Linked DNA regions of Oryctolagus cuniculus: region 1 is linked to region 2. The links are chromatin contacts, called in public Hi-C maps. All regions are on one chromosome and are shown on one strand. The core of a region is the stretch at or near the end of the contact, and the rest is flanking DNA. Distances in the headings are between cores, read along the strand shown. Region 1 has its middle 10 kb from the start of RANBP6. Region 2 holds the start of MLANA (melan-A).

What was found. Hi-C and Micro-C count contacts between places; a contact is called where the count stands out from the background.
Region 1: a contact with region 2 is called in a Hi-C map of liver, with 6 times the contacts expected there. The contact joins the enhancer-like site here to the promoter of MLANA in region 2. A contact is called at or near these places in 2 of 6 Hi-C or Micro-C datasets (liver and an unstated tissue).

The regions. Positions count from the first base shown.
Region 1 is chr1:168,733,368-168,740,171 of mOryCun1.1, reverse strand. No RefSeq gene overlaps it. Among named protein-coding and RNA genes, the nearest start is that of RANBP6, 10 kb to the right of the region's middle. Within about 2 kb of position 1,296, at least 1 of the 8 cell types and tissues checked has an H3K27ac peak or open chromatin away from gene starts, as enhancers often do.
Region 2 is chr1:168,565,911-168,572,815 of mOryCun1.1, reverse strand. It overlaps MLANA (melan-A), which reads right to left and starts at 3,508. Exons shown (of 5, transcript XM_002708101.5): 1 at 3,355-3,508; 2 at 1,816-1,917. The coding sequence starts at 1,895.

The DNA of each region.
Region 1 (6,804 bases), core at 47-2,546, 170 kb before region 2:
TAGTCTCCCATGGGGTGCAGGGCCCAAGCACTTGGGCCATCCTCCACTGCACTCCCTGGCCGCAGCAGAGAGCTGGACTGGAAGAGGAGCAACCGGGACAGAATCTGGCGCCCTGACAGGGACTAGAACCCTGTGTGCCGGCACCACAAGGCGGAGGATTAGCCTACTGAGCCATGGTGCCAGCAATATCTTACCTTTTTTTGTGAAATAAAGGCAGTTTAAATCATAAATTTAAACTGAGACTATACCACACATGGAAATTTTCATTATTTATTTTCATTATGCACAGTCTTGGTTTTTTTAAAGGCCTTTAGCTTCTGTAAAAAAAAAAGTTCATATTTATTTTTAGTTGTATAAATAAGGATTCAGAAGTATTTATATTATATTCAATATTGTTGAGAACATGTAAAATTTGGGGGATATGTAATTAATCTGATTCCTTTCTTAGGCTACTCGATTAGGCTACTCCAATAGACTGAATCCAGTAGAATAATTTGAATATGGAAATGCTAAATTTTAATCTTTAATTTTAATCATTAATTGAACTTTAATCTTCCAGATTTCTTCCACCTTTCTCTGCCTCCTCTTGAAACTGAATCCATATAATGTAAGAGCAGGAGCCAGCCTCTTGTCTATCTCCCTCAGCCCAAGGTGTCCTTGCCTGTCCTTTATCAAAAGTAATTCACTGATTTGAAATAGTGCTCCAGCTGGCCTGACAAGGTTCTAATACTGGACTCAAGAAGTCATTTGCTTCTCCATAGATAAGAACCTTGATGGCCAGTGTTGTCTGGGGCAGTTTGTGTAGGGAAATTCCAGGTCCAGGCAGAATGCAACTGCCATCTTCCCATAACCCCCAGACCAGCTGGAGACTTCCTGGCCACCATAAATTCCCTAAAGAGCATGGCATCACCAACCAAACCATCGGGATGTCACACGCACCATGGATCAACCAGGAACTTGGACATGAGCTTATCATGCACCTCTCATCCTCAATTTCAATCTGTAAGAACCATCACCCCTAACTCCTCAGGGAGCCTGAGAATCGAGCAATAGCTGCCCAGATCCTTGCTCTGAATTTTGCAATAGATACCTCTTTTCTTCCACCATTCTGATCTCAGTGATTGGCTTTCTGCCCGTCAGGCTATTGGACCTGGTTTACAGGGTCTTTAGCAACACCTCCAGCACAGCACAAGTGAGATATAGACCTCAAATCCTTGAAGTGCATTCTAGACCACATCCTATCAATGAGTAGCTATACTGGGTGTTCCCTGGTGAGTGATGAAGCGTAACGGGTTGCAGAAGGCTGTAATGGAGTATGTCAGAATGGTGTCTCTTAACTTAATCAGATCCAGCTGATGCTCCCCTAGATGACTCAGATTTCCTGTGGCTCCCAACAGCTAGATGCTGACAAATCCTGTAAGAGCCTGCCTTTGTCCTATTCAGCGCTGACCTATGATGCGCACCAAAGCTGGGTCATCTGTTACCACAGCTGACCCCATGGAAAGCCCACCTTCCTGCACCATTTCAGGAAAATGCAGGAACTTCCCATTTTTGCTGCCTAGGCAAAAGTGCCAAGGGCAGCTCAAGAAAGTGCAATCAGGCGGTACAGCAGAGCTTGGCTATAGTTGCTCCACGTTGGTACAGGAGCTCCCCCTGGAGTCCCAAGTGTGGAATGAGGCCGAGCTCTCCATCATGAAGGCTCCCCTTGTAGCCAAAGTTCAGGGAAGGGGGACTTGGCCACTTGATCCTCACCACTCATCTCTTCTCAACCTGTCTCCATTCTTCTACCTTATATTTCCTTGGAACTAGAAGCAGCGGCATTCAGGCTTTCCACTTTGTTTAAGTTGTAGCCTCCTTTAGGACTCCAAGCTCATGACCAAACCATACCAGTTGACAGGGTATGAGAGAAAAAAATAATCTGCTTACCAATGAAATGACATAAACTACTACATTACTAATTGATTTATAGGCATGCTTTGGTTTCAATAAAAATACACTGCATTATCATTAATAGTTTTTTGTATTCAAAATAGACTACGACTTTTATATTGACAGAGTACATTGTGATTCCTACTTGTCCTTGTGAAACTAAAAAAGAAACATCTTCTTTTATAAAGTAAAAAAAAAAAATGAGGCTTTTCTGAATGCTAAAAAGATTGACTTAAAGATATTCTTGGCCGGCGCCGAGGCACAATAGGCTAATCCTCCACCTACCGCGCCGGCACAGCAGGTTCTAGTCCCGGTCGGGGCGCCGGATTCTGTCCCGGTTGCTCCTCTTCCTGTCCAGCTCTCTGCTGTGGCCAGGGAGTGCAGTGGAGGATGACCCAAGTCCTTGGGCCCTGCACTGCATGGGAGACCAGGAGAAGCACCTGGCTCCTGGCTTCGGATCAGCTCAGTGCGCTGGCCACAGCCGCCATTGGGGGGTGAACCAATGGAAAGGGAAGACCTTTCTCTCTGTCTCTCTCTCTCACTGTCCACTCTGCCTGTCAAAAAAAAATATTCTTTTTCTATTGTGGTTAAAGCAGAGATAGAGCAAATTTATTTTCATTTAATTTTTTTCAGAAATATTGAATCTCCTAGAAATACATTGATAATACTGGGAGGCTCCTTTTTGGTGAGTGGACACAAAACAGATTTTTCAAAACAAATATCTTTTTTAAAGATTTATTTCATTTATTTGAAGACAGAGTTACAGAGAGAGGTAGAGCCAGATAGAGAGGTCTTCCATCCTCTGATTCACTCCCCAGATGGCCACAATGGCTGGAGCTGGGCTGATCCAAAGCCAGGAACCAGGAGCTTCTTCTGGGTCTCCCATGCGGGTGCAGGGGCCCAAGAACTTGGGCCATCTTCTACTGCTTTCCCAGGCCACAGCAGAGAGCTGGATCAGAAGAGGAGCAGCTGGGACTAGAACCTGCGCCCAGGCCAGGGCTTTAACCTGCTGCGCCACAGCACCAGCCCTGTCAAAACAAATATCTTAAAGTAGCACATAGTTAATAAAAATAAACTAGGTCACTCTCTCTCCATCTCTCTCTCTATTTGAAAGACAGAGCTACAGAGAGGCAGAGGCAGAGAGAGAGAGAGGTCCTCCATCTACTGATTCACTCCCCAAATGGCCACACCAGCCACAGCTGGGCCAATCTGAAGCCAAGAGCTGGGAGCTTCTTCTGGTCTCCCAGGCATGTGCAGGGAGCCAAAGACTTGGGCCATCTTTTTCTGCTTTCCCAGGACATAGCAGAGAGCCGGATCAGAAGTAAGCATCTGGGACTCGAATCAGCACCCATATGGGATGCTGGCACAGCAGGCAGCGGCTTCGCCCGCCGCCCCACAGCCACCGCCCCCCATCTATTCTTTTTAAAACTGATAAGATTAGTAAAGATAAGAATAAAGACCAGGTTTCTTCCTCCCCACTTGTACCTAAAAATGCTAGAGAATCTCTTTCCCAAGACTTGGTTTTTTGTTCTCTTACCAGTCCCATTACCCCCAATTAATTCACCACAAATAAAAAGCCAGGAAAGCTTAATTGTCCCCAAAAGTAGTCTTTAGTTCTGATTGAAAAAAAATGATGCAAAGCCTTTTTCTCACCAAAAAAAAAAAAAAAAAAAAAAAAAGGTCAAATCTAAATGACATTCACTCAGTATTACATCTTCCTCCAACACACTGCTTTCTTATACCTTACAACCTGTTCCACTTCAGTGTTTAACCTTCTCTTCCATTAATTCTGTAGCTTGGTGTGTATTCTCACACACCTGATTCTGAACATCAGAAATTCAGCCCTTTAATGTTTTTTTATATATGTTCATTTTCTTGTTTTAATGAAATTTTTCAAATAATATAGAGATTGTATAAGGAATCTCCATTTACCTCCCATCCTGCTTTAACAGTTATCACATGGTCATCTGATCTCATCTATACTACTGTCCACTTCCCCAACACAGCCTTCACTCTTGGATTCTTTTGAAGTGAATTGTTTCATCTGTAGGTATATGTTGCTTTTGCCAATTTGACTAGTTCAGTTTTTGTTTGTGCCTTGGGTTCTTTGTGCAGTGTTCACAATCTGATTATCAGTTGCTGTTCAAAAGTTGGGTCTTCTAATTTTGAACTTCCATATGCATCTCATCATTACCGCAGCTAGCTGAATTCGGGGCAAGTGAAGTCTGAAAGCTACATACAAACACTCAGAATGGAGCTAACGGGAAAAACAAAACCCTGACAAACAAGCAAGAATAATAGTAACATAGTGAGCCATCTCTGTGCTGAAGATAACCCATGACATTGTGTAGAATAAATGTCAGGTTGGCTAACAGGTCCTCAAAACCTTGAAATAGTTAAACCCACTAGTAGTCACACTTTATGTGCCTGACCATAATATTTTAGTTAATGGATTTGTGTTTTACCTGCTAGGAATTTGTAACTGTCACGATTAAGACTGCCATTAACTTTCTGTGGCCACATCAGGGCTTCGTTCCCAAACTTTCCTAAGCTTGTTCAGTCAGTTTGCATTACTTTTCAAGCAATAGCACCACCCTGTGGGTAAGATTTAAAATATTTTCTCTGACACATGCAACTTAACATCTTTCAGCATTCTGAGCAAGCCAGTTAACTCTTAACCATTAACAGAATGGTGAGGTTTTAGATCCTCTCAGATTAATGTTTTTAGATTATAAACTGAAATATATAGAACTACAAGGAAGTGAATTATATGAAACTACTACTGTGGCCTGATATCCACACACTCCAGTAAGGAAACCATAATAGGCTCAGAAAATGAAATTGCAGTTGCTTCAGAAGCAACTCCTCTGTAATCTTCTTATAATAAAGAATCATTACTGTGGTTGAATTTGCATATAGGGCTTCCAGAATTTCATAATGGTTTTGGCTTCAGCTCTACGAATAAGAATTTATCTTACATGCTTTGTAAGAAAGGAGACATTACTGGAGAAAGAATGGGAGTCCCTGTGCAAAAAAAAAAATGGTTTATTTCATGAAGAAATATTGTTTTTTTTTTTTATCAAGTTCATTTAAGTACTTGAAATTTGGATATACTTGCCAAGAAGAAAGGACAGATTTCAAGAGGTACTGCTAGAAATGTGGTCTACTAGAACAAGGTTTTAACTTGCATGCTTTTATGAAGCCTACAAAGTGGGACAAACAGCTAACGCTGTTGTTCAGCCCTGCTGGGTAATTTCTGCTACAGGGTCTCGGAGGACTAATGAAATAGCTCAAGGTACCACTAGAAAGCTCTGTGAGGACTTTGTTGTCTGCCAGGTGAGATGAGGTATTAAACTGCAGCTCCTTGGAATGAGAACTCAAGAAAGAGGCTGGAAGTGCAGGAAGGAAGACAGTTAATGTTCCAGATCTTAGATTGTAAGTAAATAGCAATAATAAAGGCTTAGCAAATATTTTTCTGGGTAGATTGAAGGATTGCATTTCGCCCTGTTGTAGTGGAAGGGGCCTTATGATTGATGCCAGATAGGTGTCTGCAGGAATGATACTGATGTTCTGGATCAAGCATTTAATTTGCAGTGCCGGACCCTCCAGAATTCTTTCCTTTTTAAAAAAAAAAGAATTATTTTATTTATTTGCAAGACAGAGTTACAGGGAGAAGTAGAGCCAGAGAGAGAGAGGTCTTCCATTCCGCTGGTTCACTCTCCAAATGACCGCAACAGCCAGAGCTGAGCTGATCTGAAGACAGGAGCCAGGAGCTTCTTTAGGGTCTCCCATGCAGGTACAGGGGCCCAAGGACTTGGGCCATCCTCCACTGCTTTCCCAGGCAATAGCAGAGAGCTGGATTGGAAGTGGAGCAGCCGGGACTCGAACTGACGCCCATATGGGATGCCAACGTTGCAGGCTGGAGCTTTACTCTGCTGCGCCGCAGCACTGGCCTCTGGCATTCTTTCCCTTTTACAAAAGAACTAACACTATTCAAGATAGTAGCTAATCCATCAGCCTGAGTCTTTGACTGACTACAATGGTCAGAATCCAACTGTTAACCCACGGTGGACATGTAGCATGATTAGGAAAACAAAGGTCCTCTTAAACCACAGCTATTTGTGATTATTCACTACTTTAACATAGCATAACTAATCTTTGACTATCACAGCCAGGTACTCAGCGATGTCCTATGAGTAATTTCATGTTTAATCCTCTCAATAGATGTGTTCCTTTTTTCTTGCTTTTCAGATAAGGAAATTGGAAACTCTCTAACGACTTAGCCAGGGTCATGCAGCAGGGTATGTTACTATCTGCCATGATTAGTCAGAAGCTGAGTTACATGCTCCCACAAAAGGAGAGTGCCTGGAAGCAGAAGGTGAGAGGAGAGTGCTGAAGCTGCTCTGGGCCTGTGGATCCTGACTCCTCTCCCACAGTCAGCAGATTTATGCCCTACCAGGTTCTTCTCACTAGTCGGAACTGGATTATTCTTCTCTTCCCACAGACTCTTTGCTGGTTTTGCAAGTCTTCCATCTGAATCCCTGCCTCTTCCTAGTCATGGCGTTTCTCACACTGTCTCCCCGTTCATAGTTTAAGTTAGTGGTTCTTAAGCTCCCCATCAGAGCCATGTAGGGTGCTTTGCATTTGGGGCACACATGGATAATTCATGTGTGGCCTGGGCAAGTATATTTTTTCCTATTGGACTATACACAGGGCTATGATTTTCATGTTTCCATTCTTTTTTTTTTTTTTTTTTTTTTTTGACAGGCAGAGTGGACAGTGAGAGAGAGAGACAGAGAGAGAAAGGTCTTCCTTTGCCGTTGGTTCACCCTCCAATGGCCGCCGCTGCAGCCGGCGCACCGCGCTGATCCTGGC
Region 2 (6,905 bases), core at 2,259-4,758:
ACCAGCCAAGCAGAAACCCCTACTCAAGGATCTGAGCCAGGTTCTGAGGACCCCCACCCTTCTGTTTATACTCTCCCACCCACCAGGGGTGGAAGCCACATCTCTCAGTTACTAACTTCTTTGTCTTCTTTACCTCCTCAGTCCCAAAGCCTGTTGAATCAATTCCTTATATTGGAGTTCAAGCACCTCGCTTGTTTCTGTCTTCCTAATTAGACCCTGAAGGTAACTCTGTTTAGGCTATGAATGGAACCTGGCTGCTAGGTTCCACAGCTGACACTAAATAGCAAAGAACAGCCCAGTTTTCAGCCTATGAAGCAGACAACCTCCAGCCTCCAGAAAGGAATGGTTCAGAGCCCAGCTTCATGCTGAGATATCTCTGCCCTAGCCTCTCATGGGATAGGTCTGTGCAAATACTGGTCTCCATTGTCCTGCAGCTTGGACCCTGGAGGCAACCAGGTCTGGATTTAAAGTCCAGCACCACCATGTCCAACCACACAGTGCCTGATTTCTCAAAGCCTTTCCTCATTTACAGCACAGCAAGGATGAACCCACCAGGGTGAGTGCCATTATGTGATAGGTAAGAAAAGTGATGTGTGTCCCTTGAAATGAATGGTCTAGCCTCTCTTTCATCTCCCCTTCTTTTGTTGGTGAGACATGAAGGTGATGGCACATCACCTTCAACCATGTAGGCAAAGGCAATATCCAAGAGCAGTAACTGAACAGAAGGCAACTGATGAGCCCTTGGACGTTTTAAACAATTACATGAGAGATAAGTAGAATTAAATGTAAAGGGTGTGTTGGGCCACCACACAGAAGCTGAAACAGTGCACCGTACACACAGCACATCTTTGCTCTTGGGACATTTTGCCAGAAGGCATCGGCCACCCCCAACCCCACTGACCACACAGCGTATTAGAGAATCCCCTGGGGTCCTCTGAGCAGGTACTCCCAGCATGATGTCCTCCTCAGCACCTCTGATGGGTTCCACATCTTATTTGTCCCTGCTTCTCACTTCCTATAAGATTGCTCACCAACTCTTTCCAAAGGGAGAGCAGGTTTACAGCAAGTTCTGAACAGAGCACAGACAAGATGTTCCAAAAGACAGTTCCTTGCTGTCCTGTTGGGGTTCACACTCAGAGGGCGGAGAGGACATGCAGAGTGTGCCCCTGCATCCTTGGTGTTCCCGTTACAGCAATTACATCTCCTGGGATTATCCTCAGGCCTAATTTTCCCACTGGATCATGTCTTGGACCAGTATACAACACTTAGCACTTAGAAATGCTTCATCATGCAAATGCTAATTTCTAATTAACTCGTAATATCAAACTGCTTTTTTTTTTTTTTTTTTTTTTTTCAGATAGAATTACGAACACCATCTTCATCCTGGCGTCAGTCTGCAGAGGGAGTCACTCTCATCTGCCCTTCATCCTCACTGGTTCTTTGGCAACACATTTCATGGTCTGCAAATCTCCTTTAGGAGCCTGAGCAGAATAGACAGGACAAAGCTTGAGTAAAGATTCGTCTGCATACAAGACAGCTATGTTCCAGGTTAAGAACCTACAACAAAGACCCAGAAGCCAAGAATGCAGACAAAGTGGGTAAGATCCAACTTTTTACCATTCTTGTCTTCTTGCTTGTTTGGCCTCTGAGGAGCCTGAGTGAGCCCCTGGGGCCTCCTCACCTTGTTTCCAGACCTTTTGCTGTCTGTGGAGACAGAACACTAAGGAGACTTGCTAGGTAGTCACGTGCTGGGGGAAGTCAGCTGTGTCAGCAAACAGCAAACTGAGAACCCCTCTGGGTCTGGGTTGAACTTACTCTTCAACTGTGATGTAGGAGTGGCCGTGCCCCTTCTTGGGGTAACCATAGATGAAGTGAGCCTCTTTTCTTGGCATCATGAAAGGTCAGGGCACAGGACACCTATCAGAAGGGGCACATGAGCATTATTTAGTGCATCCAAAACGTTCTTGCCGGCCATGTCATAGAGTCCCACCAATAACATTCTCACCAGGGGACAACCACACTCAGGTTTCTCTACAAAAGGATTTGCACCTGCTTCATTCCTTGCTAGCACAAGCTTCAGAAACAGCTTGGGTTTCTTACCTTTCCCACTAATGAAAAACTTGAAGAAGAAACTACGAATGGAAACACAGGACTTTCAAATTGAGTTATTATTTGGGGAAAAATATCCATTTACCTTCAGTTTGACTCTATACCATAAACTTGTAGAACAACAAGTGATACACTGTTTTTTATTCATTCTCTACCTTCTCTGACCCAGGGCAGTGGTTAACAAAATAAGAGGAGTTATTTCTCTCCAAAGTTATCATCTCATATTTATCTCAGAACAAGCAGAGGCCTATGATAGCATAATCTCTGTTTCCCAGAGCACCTTATGCTTGAATCTCACCATGGGTGTGTGAGCCAGGCAGCCAAGCACAGCATCTTTCAATCCCACTTTTCAACAAAGAAACCAGCCCCGGGCAGGTGCCTCGGCTTGTCCATGAGCATTTCACCCAAAATCAGCTCCAGAAGCCTAGGACCTGCTTATGCCTAACAATTTGTTTTCCCTCCCACTTTGATCAAGTTCTGCTCTTCTATAGTTCAAGTTTCGTAGCTATGATTTTTTAATTAACTATAATACATGCAGATGAACAAAACAAAAGCTCATGAACTGCAGTGGCTATGATGAACGTGTACTCATTAAAAGCCATCCATGGAAGCCCTATCACTCTGGTGGATTTCGAAGGTCTGAGCCCCATAGAGCTACATCACCCAACTTCAATTTCAAACCCCAGGGAGGAGTAGAAGAGCAGAGTGGGGATTTCACCAGGCAACTCCTTTCCACTGGGGGTGGAGGTGGGGGCATTTTTTTTACATGCAATTTGTCCTTCCTAGTTGTAAAAAAGAAAGTTGAACTCACTGATGCTCTCAAGTAAATTCTCCAAGAGTGAGCTCTATGCCCAAAATTACAGACAAGAAACTCAGTTATGCATTAAATTGTTTTCGTCCATCTATACCTTAAGCTCAGAGCCCTGGCAGATGATACAGAGACAGCAAATGCGCCTTGTTACACTCAAAGCAAGAGCAGCAGCCACGGGAGAGTATGCCGAACTCCAGCAGGAGTCTTCTCACCAGCTGCCTGCCACCCTGAATAATTGCTATGCTTCTTGGCAGTCCCAGAGGGCCCAGAGAGGGTTAGAAGTTGGAGGATGACAAACGTCGCAGGGGAATTCTGTTGACAATTGAGTATCAGAGAGGCCATGAGGAAGTGCGGCAGGGTCCACCAGAATCCCCCACCCCTGCTCTGGATCTACAGGACTACAATTCTGGTGAGAAGGCGACGCACACCCTTACCTTCCAGGATGAGCCAGTTCTCTTCTGCCAGCCGCCCGTGTCTGTGAAGACTGCTTCTCTGCCTCTTAATCTTCTTCACTTTTTCGTGGTCTCAAGTCCCGTGATAGTCATGGGTTTGGATTCCCGACAGAGTTGACTGTGATTGCTTAATTGGCATGAAAGAAACCGAATTAATTCCTCCCTTGGGGGGCAGGGGGGTGGGGAACAGCTCACTGTGGCTTCTGTTTACCATAATCCCAGAGCTTTATCCTAGGGAAGTCATTTATTTTAAATGCCGGTCGCTCCTGCACAGAGCTGCTGTATTAAATACAGAATGGCCAGCTAAATTTGAATTTCAGATAAACAATGAATGCATTTTTAGTATAACTATGTCCCGTGCAATATTTTTGTGCTAAAAATGCATGAGACACCCTTACATTAACATATTTATATATATTTGTTTCATTTGTCTGAAACCCAGAGTTAGCTGGGTGCTCAACATTCTTCCTCATCTTCTCCTCAAGGAGTAGAAGAACCCTGGGGCTCAGATACAGAGATTGCCTAGTCCTGCATTCTCATGACCACAAAGAGGCAACGGAAGATTCCTAAAACCTCGTAAACTTAGCTCCCTGAGTTCTTTGTGTTACCCACTAGGGACCGTGAGTTTTCACGCATTTGCAAGGGGCCAGTGAAATTTCCTTCTTGAAGGTTGAGTACAACCTACTTACAGTCTAACTGAAACCAGGGCTGGCTTTACTTAGCATTGTAAGCTACCCTGGGCATCAAAGGTGTACAGCCCAGAGGCACTGCAGTGAGGCACAGTGGTCACCCTTGCTTCACAGCTCACCCTAACCATTGTGGGCAAGCAAAGTAAAGCAAAAATCCACCAGAATTCAGGAGTATAAGTGAGAGTCCTCAACAACTGAGGACTTAGACTAAATGACCACAAAGATCTCCTTCCCCATAACATCCAAGGGCTCCATTCCTTTCAGATCCTGACTTTGATCAACCAACAGAAGTCATCAGTGGAAACAGGAGAAACAAAACAGAGAAAGAGGAGTTGGGTCTTATCAGGTGAAACTGAGAGAGTCTTCATGAAAAGGAGGGAAAATGTAAACTGAGATCTGAATGACAAGGAGTTGGCTATGAGGAGGTAGAGGAAGAACATTTCAAATATGGAAACAACCAGCGCAAGGCCTTGAGGCCAAACAATAGAGCGTGACGTGGTCAGGGTCCCCAGAACTGAGGATGGCCCAGAGATTCTGTGCAAAGGCTGGGAAGGACACAAGGCCCTGGTGTCATATCACATCCAGTGCAACTCCATCCCGAACATCAGGATTATGCCGGGTAACTCCCTGAAAGCCCTAGTGGTGAGTGCTGGTGTCCGCCGAAGGCTGTGGTTCCAAGTTGAGAAGCCCACAGTTTGCACTAAGCTGCCTTCTATACCTACCATGGCTCTGGACGATGTGAGCAAGACCACAGAGAGGGTGAGTGGAGCTGGCCTGCACCTCAGGGCAAAGTGAAGTGCCTGGGCCTCGCTCAAGGCTATGGTAGCTGAGCTGAGCTGGGGGCCTCGGTAACTCAAGACCAGACCCAGCATGCTGGGGACACCACGACCTCTCTGGGTATGCACTCTCAAGCTTGTTTGTCCTTTGAAACTTAAGATGTGAGTCCCAGGCAGATCCCATTCAGGCCTCTCTTCAGGTGGCTGAGTGGTTTGCAGCTTCTGAGGTGGCTGGGATAAGCTGGGTGTAGCTTCATCAAATAAGGCTTCCAGGGAATCTCAACCTGAAAATCTCACATCTGATTTCCTGGGAGCCTCCTAGAATTTCCCTCTGGCTAGTCACTGTCCCTCAATGGCCACCCCAGGGCCAGGTCCTCCCCGTGACTGCCTTTCCTTCCCTAGCCTCAGGCTAACAGGAGGCACTCTGGTCCAAACTGCCAGCAGTTTATCTGTTCAATCTATGTAGCCTTGGGTAAGCCTCGGAGCATACATCTAAGAGAGGCCTTGTAGTGTCGGCCTCCTGTGTTCACTGTGGGAGGAGATAATGCTTGTGAATTGATTGATGTGGCATCGGGTGCAGAGCATGCTTGGCACCAACAGTGTGGCCCATAGCTAGGAAGCTGTTTCCCGCTATCCCTTTGACCCAGCACAGAGGTGCTGCAGCCCCTTTCCCTGCCCTTGCTCTTGCCCCTGAGTCTGAACTTGGCACCTGCTACACCTTGCCGGCCACTGACTGGTTCTCTTCTGCCACCTAGTGGGAAGTGGTCCCTTGCAACACAGGCCTGCATCCTGGGGATGGCTCTGATTTTTTTCAAAACTCAGGGCCAGAATCCTGTTTCCTCATCCTCCTGAGGCACTGAAAATGATGAACCTTTGCTTTCTCAGACACCCTAAAGACGTTACTACAAACAGGGCTTCGTGCTGCTGCCCTTTTGTAGGAAGAGGTGGTTGTTCGGAAGGCAGAGAAGTCTTCCTAGTGGTAGCAGTTTCAGAAGCAGGGCTGGGAGAGGGCCAGTGCTGTGTTCTCCAGGACTCCTGCTGGAGATTGTGGAAGCCTGCCAGGAGCTCCCTGCTCACTTCCATGGGTAAGCTCCTACCACTTACCCATGACCTGTTGTTAGGGTCACGTCTGCCACACCCACTGGTTCTGGAGTTCCAGGAAGATAGCGGTTGCATTTCTGTCTCTCCTTGCCTTGAACCATGGCTGGTACATGGTACAAACTCAGTGGCCTCAACTGTTGCTCAAATCTCAACTCCAGTGACTTAAACAAATGTTAGTTATTTTAAAGAGTTACGGAGAAAGAGGAGAGACACACAGAGATCTTCCATCCACTGGTATACTCCCCAGATGGCTACAATGGCCAGAGTTGGGCCAGGCCAAAGCCAGGAGCCAGGAGCTTTGTCTGGATCTCCCACATGGGTGGCAGGGGCCCAAACACTTGACCATTTTATGCTGCTTTCCTAGGAGCATTAGTAGGGAGCTAGATCGGCAGTAGAGCAACCACGACTCAAACCAGCACCTATATGGGATGCTGGCATCACAGGCAGAGGCTTTACCCACCATGCCACAGTGCCAGCCCCATTTACTTCTTTTAAAAAAAGATTTATTATAGTGACTTTATAAGAAGCACCATTTTCAGAGAAAGTGGGATGATATTTCAGCATAAGGATAATTGTTGGCTTCAGTATATTTTCCTGTTTTCCATTTTGAAAGAAATCCTCCTCTGCCAGCCCAACCACCATCACCCAAAGACTCTCTCTCTCTCTCTCAGCAAGTATTGCTCTAAAGACTCAGTGGGGGGTTCAGGATGGGAAAGGGCTTACTCACTGCTCACTGCACTTCAACAGCTCCAACCGAGCTCCAGTACAGCACAGAGAGGGAGGAAGACTCGGGGGTGCAGCCCTGAGAGCTGCGTGAGTCCTGATAGTGACACCTGCAGGGACGCCGCAGTCTCTATGCAGCAAAGAACTGAAGAGGTTCGGAACGCTTTTGTCAGTAATCAGTGTTCTCAACAGCAGGCTGCCCCCGATCTCCCCTATGTGTCTGGAGGCATTTTTTCTAGCCCTC